2 separate regions of the Sus scrofa genome follow, and region 2 is linked to region 1. A link is a contact called in public Hi-C data. All regions are on one chromosome and are shown on one strand. The core of a region is the stretch at or near the end of the contact, and the rest is flanking DNA. Distances in the headings are between cores, read along the strand shown.

The links. Hi-C and Micro-C count contacts between places; a contact is called where the count stands out from the background.
Region 2: a contact with region 1 is called in a Hi-C map of liver, with 2.8 times the contacts expected there. The contact joins two enhancer-like sites. A contact is called at or near these places in 2 of 47 Hi-C or Micro-C datasets (embryonic fibroblasts and liver).

Annotation. Positions count from the first base shown.
Region 1 is chr12:16,765,134-16,767,984 of Sscrofa11.1, reverse strand. No RefSeq gene overlaps it. Among named protein-coding and RNA genes, the nearest start is that of ITGB3, 14 kb to the right of the region's middle. Within about 2 kb of position 1,339, at least 4 of the 83 cell types and tissues checked have an H3K27ac peak or open chromatin away from gene starts, as enhancers often do. A contact at or near this core is called in liver, where this site is marked.
Region 2 is chr12:17,107,199-17,110,056 of Sscrofa11.1, reverse strand. It overlaps MAPT (microtubule-associated protein tau), which reads left to right. Exons shown (of 11, transcript XM_021066819.1): 9 at 1,296-1,377. Among named protein-coding and RNA genes, the nearest start is that of MAPT, 100 kb to the left of the region's middle. Within about 2 kb of position 1,421, at least 15 of the 83 cell types and tissues checked have an H3K27ac peak or open chromatin away from gene starts, as enhancers often do. A contact at or near this core is called in liver, where this site is marked.

The sequences.
Region 1 (2,851 bases), core at 90-2,589:
GCAGCGGCCAAAAAAGAAAGAAAGAAACAAAAAAATATCCTCATGAGCACATTTATGCTCTTTTTCCAAGAAGAGAATTTTTATACTTTTCATCATATTTTCAAAGGGGTCAGACACCCAAAAAAGGCTAAGAACTGCTGCTTGATAGCCTTTGTGGGATTCTGTTTATCTTTCCTCTGAATGTTTTGACATTGCATCTGCTGTGTCCAGCCTTCCTCCGGGCTACTTCGAGCTCTAAGATAGCGAATCCCCTTCCCCCAGGACCCTCTTCACTTCCCCCGTCTCCCAGCCATTCCTTGAGTCACACTTAGGTTTAGAAAGAAAGGCAGTTCCACCTTTTATTTTCACATCTTCTTCGGCCTTGCTTGTAGCCGAATCAGCATTCCTACCAAGCCCCTCTGAGCCTTCCTCTGGACTCTGCTGGACCCTGGTGGGCACACCCCTCCCCCCCAAGTGGAGCCCCCAGCTTGTATCCCTCTGGTCCCTTCCCCTATCAGGCTCCAATGGTCTCCACTGGGCTTCCTTCCCTCAGATGATTGGGTTCCTGTGGATGTGAATATTCTTGATAGTCAGCACTTACATGCCCGCTCTCCCACCGGTTTTATTTTTCTTAGAACAGAGCCCACTGTCAGATGGAGATGATTCACATCTCAAATTGTTGGGCATACCCAAGAAGGCATGTATACTTTCTAAAAAAATGTTATTCTTGGAGTTCCCATCGCGGCGAAGCAGAAATGAATCCGACTAGGAACCATGAGGTTTCGGGTTTGATTCCTGGCCTTGCTTACTGGGTTAGGGATCCAGCATTGCCGTGAACTGTGGTGTAGGTTGCAGACGCAGCTTGGATCCTGTGTTGCTGTGGCTCTGGCATCTGCCAGCAGCTGTAGCTCCGATTGGACCCCTGGCCTGGGAACCTCCATATGCAGCGGGTTTGGCCCTAAAAAAAAAAAAAAAAAAAAAAAAGATGCAAAACAAAACGTCATTCTTTTGTATTTACACAAACCTCCTAGGATGTTAGTTATTAGGGACTGAGGCGTCATTTCATATCCAAGATGCATGGTCAGTGTAAGGACAGGAGGGTGTCCTGAGTGTCTCAGTTTGTCTTTGTGGAGTGAGACTTTGGTTTGGGCACCTGAGCACTTGAAACAGCATGTGGCAGTGCTGGTCTCAGGGATCCTGCAGCTTCCCAGTCCATGGGCTTCAAAGGAAATTTTAAAAATGACCACCTTAACCCTACTTCTTCTCCCATTGCAGCCTGCCCGCCTTGAGTTCTCAGTGCTGCCCTTATGTGTCCTACATGTTAAGGAGAAACCAGAGGTCAAAGTTCTAGCGTTTAAAAGCTTGGTTACTAGTTGAAATGTGGAGAGAGCTCTTGTGTGGTTAGTTTCACAATCATTTACTTAATGCATTTTATTGCTGGTGCTGCAAGTTTTTGTTTTGATTTAGAATTTGTGACATTTTGCCAGTATCTAGTTTCTTATCCTGGTAGCTGGCATTTTTCCAGGCCTTGGGGGGTTTCTAGAATTGAATAGGACCTGATCCTTGTATATCAGGACTGATAGGTGAGCTGAGACATACGTTGTGCACAGAGAAAAAAATATCAAGCGGAAGGCAAAGGCTGTAAGACAGATACAAGCAAAGAAGAGGGGATCTTTAAAGGGAAAAGCAGGAGTATTTCCAGTCAGCAGGTGAAAGAAGGTTCTTTGGAGGAGGGACTGGTAGTGAAACTGTGGGGGTGGGGCAACCTTGGTATGCTCATGGAAGGGGGTCGAGGGTAAGAGTGCAGTCTCCTTCCTATAAATGTAATACAGTTCATTGAGTAATTAAAAAATTTTGAAGAAAAGAGTGCAGTCTCAGGGTCGGGATAGGTCTACACTCCTGAGCTGTGTGACCTAGGGCAAGTTTTTCACCCTTTCAAAGCCTCAGTTGCCTAATCTGTAAAATGGGGATCATAGTATTGGCCTCATTTGGTTATTACAAGGATCAAATGAGTTCGTCCATGTAAAGCACTTAAAACAAGATCTGTAGCATAGTGAGGACTCAAATATTAACTCTGTAGGGGAGAAGGGTATTCTAGGCAGAGCGTACGTACAGCTCTAGGAAAAGAAGGAAAATGAAAGGACAATTATTCTTTTGGGAAACACTGAATAATAGAAATACCAGGAAACAAATGGAGGGAACTAATGCTTATCATAATAGCAACTCCCTGTACTGCAGAATTCCTCTGTGCTAATGCTTTCCGAGCACTTCCTGAGCATTGCACACTTGCCCTTCCCAGCGACTCCTCAAAGGGAAGGTGCAGTTACCTCCACTCTACAGGTGAGGAAACGGAGGCTGAGGGAGGCTAAATAACTCCCGCAAGGACACTTGTTGAGTGAGCAGAAGCCTCAGGAATCAGACCCACGTTGCATGCTGCCTCAGCCTCCATTCTTTTCTTCCGCCCCCCAGCCTGCCCCTTTATTTAGAAAATGAATATTTTAAGATTAAAACTTATATAGTAATCACTTTATATGCAATAATTAGTTTATCTTTCTTTTTTTTTTTTTTTTTTTTGCCATTTCTTGGGCCACTTCCTCGGCATATGGAGGTTCCCAGGCTAGGGGTCGAATCGGAACTGTGGTTGTCAGCCTACGCCAGAGGCACAGCAACACAGGATCCGAGCCGAGTCTGCAACATACACTACAGCTCATGGCAATGCTGGATCCTTAACCCACTGAGCAAGGCCAGGGATCGAACCCGAAACCTCATGGTTCCTAGTTGGATTCATTAACCACTGAGCCATGACAGGAACTCCAATAATCAGTTTAAATTAAAAACTATATGTAGTAATCAGAGCATGTGACCTATAATT
Region 2 (2,858 bases), core at 172-2,671, 340 kb before region 1:
CCCACCCCAGAGCACACACGCTCCCAGACCTGTCCTCAGATTCCCTCATTAACCCATCCTGTCCCACAGGGGCAGGCTCCTCACACCTCCCTTCACGCACCAACCACATCCACCTGTGAGCCTCAATCAACACTCATCAGTAATCAGCAAGTGCCAACATGATTTTGATTAACTAATGTAATTGGGGACCCTTCCAGATGGTTTAGACTTAAGTAAAAACCCCTGCTTATTTTCTGGTATCCTTGTTAAACCCATTCTCCGGCACAAGGCCATCTCTCTCCTGGGTTACTCCAGGGCAGGGAGCAGGAGCCAACTGGCTCCATGGTGATTGGCCTCCTGTATCCTCAGGTGACCTCACACTAGGTTGCTCTGGTGGCACTCAGTGACCACCAGGGACTCCTCACAGCCATGGCTCTGTAGAGACGTCCTCTGGGAGACCTATCCACTGATGCTGGGTCCCTGTGGGGGGGCCCTGAGAACAGTGGGTGGCCATGATTCCCCTCTGGAGGGTGGGCTGTGTGGCTGGGCCACATGCTGGACCCTCAGGCTGGCTCTGAGCCCACAGCCCATAGGCCTCTCCTACGTGGGTCTGCTGAACCTCCCTGAGACACTCAACCTGTGTTCTCTGCTCTGCCTCTTGGCTGTGCTGCTGGTGTCGGTTTGCTCCTTTCGGTGAAGAACCAAAATGTCCAGGACACTGTGTTCTCCTGGTGGCAGCTGGCTCGCTGAACCGCTCTGGGTCCTGCTCGCTGACTGCCATTTCTGTGCTGTGGGAGTGCTGGGGTTTGTGCAGCTTCTCCTGGGAGAAGGGACCCCCAACAGCCCCACATCGCCCTCTGCTCTCAGAGGCCCAACAGACATGGCTGTTTTGCTTCTCCAGTGAGGTTTTGTAAATGCTGCACAAACGGATCATATTGATCCCTTTTCTCTCCGTCCCCACTGAGTGTGAGCTGTCGATTTCATTTCGGGGAAGATAATGATTTTTTTACATGCAAACGTCAGCTAAATCCATGGCATGGGCCCTGCACAATGGTCAAGAATCCGCTTTTCCCTAAGGGTCCCAGTTCTATGGGATTGAAAAGCACGCCAGTTATTCTGTGGAGACTTGGCCCCCCGGGCAGGGTTGGCAGAATTCCAACAACACATTTCCCCACCACGATGACAGCGGTGTTTCTCGTGGCTGCCAGGAAACGCTGCCCCAGCAGGACCTGGGCTTGCACAGTGCTCTTCATTGTGTTACACTCCTAATAAAATAATTCTGTTTTATCTTCTCTCTCCGCCTCTCTCACCTCCAGGTGCAAATAGTCTACAAACCAGTGGATCTGAGCAAGGTGACCTCCAAGTGTGGCTCGTTAGGCAACATCCACCATAAGCCAGGTAGCTCTAGTAGAAGGCCGGGTGGGGTGGGGCAGGACGGGGCGGGGCCTGCTCCGGAAGTGGCTGGGAAGGGTTGCGGCGGGACTGGCCCTGGCCTGGGAGAAGTCGCTGTGTACCGGGCTGCCTGAGGCAAGGTGAGGAGGGCGGTGTGGCAGATGCTGGTCTAAACCCTTACCCACGGTTCTCCACACGGGCTGCACAAGGGGCCTCGGGGAAGGGCCTGACCTGGTCCCCAAGGCCTGGCTGGCTGGGTCCCGATTTGGTCCGCAGTCGATGTGAGGGTCACTTCACCAACTGCACCAGCTCCAACACGGGACCCTGGGGTCCTTGCCGGTGCCCTCGTGATTTTGTTTCAACAGAAAATGCTACTACTGGAACTCCCCGTGTTTACCCCGCCCGGTATAGAAATCAGTGCTTTCCACGGCTCTTTCTGCAACAAAGGAAACGTCCCAGCTGTGCTGTTGTGTTTGGTGGCCACTAGCCACATGTGGCTGCTGAGCATTTGCATTGTGGCTGGTGCAGTTGAACTGAACGAATTTTATTAAAATTTCGGTGGCTACAGGTGGTTGCTGGCTACCATCTGGGAGAGAAGGGATCTAGATTCTAACTTCTGCCTGGGAGCGCAGAGTAGGGTCTACAGCCTTAGGCCCTCTTCAGGGCCGAGATCTTTACATGACCCATTACTGCAGTTAGAGAGGGCCATCAGAAGCATAGTCTAGGAGTTGCCATTGTGGCTCAGCAGGTTAAGAACCCAACATAGTGTCCTTCAGTATGCAGGTTTGACCCCTAGCCTTGCTCAGTGGGTTAAGGATCTGGCATTGCTGCAAGCTGCAGTGTAAATTGCAGACACAGCTCGGATCTGGCTTGGCTGTGGCGTAGGCCAACAGCTGCAGCTCTGATTTGACCTGTAGCCTGGGAACTTCCATATGCTGCAGGTGCGGCTCTAAAAGGGGGGAAGAAAAACATAGTTGAGAATGTGTCCATTACTTTCTGTCTCCCTTTAGTCTTCCCCAGAGAAAGCTGTCCCTTCTTCTGGGGCCACCATCCTGCCACACTGTGGAGCAGCTTTCCTGAGCAGCTTTATCCTTCCCAAGAAAGGAGTGTATTCCTCAGGCCATGCTGCCCATCCTTGGGCCTTGTATGGGGTGTCTGAGGAGCGCCAAAGGGTCAGGGTCCTTCCTCATTAAGGGTACACTTTGCCATTGAGTTTAATTCTGAGGTCTTCTTGTAGCTTGCAGGGTGTTGGCCTAAGAAAGACTTGACTCTTTGGAAGTCAACCAGTTTAGAACTTAGAATAATTTCTCATGAACTGAGTTGTCGTTTATCTTTGTGTTATCTAAAGAGGAAGTTTGCTGAGTAAATATTCGATGTCCTCCCTGATTAGAGAGATGAAGCAAACTTTTCAAGCCCCTTGGAAGGACCTACCTGCTCCCACACTATGCTCTAAATAAAGGCGAGTCCTCTCTCCCTAAAGGCTGGCA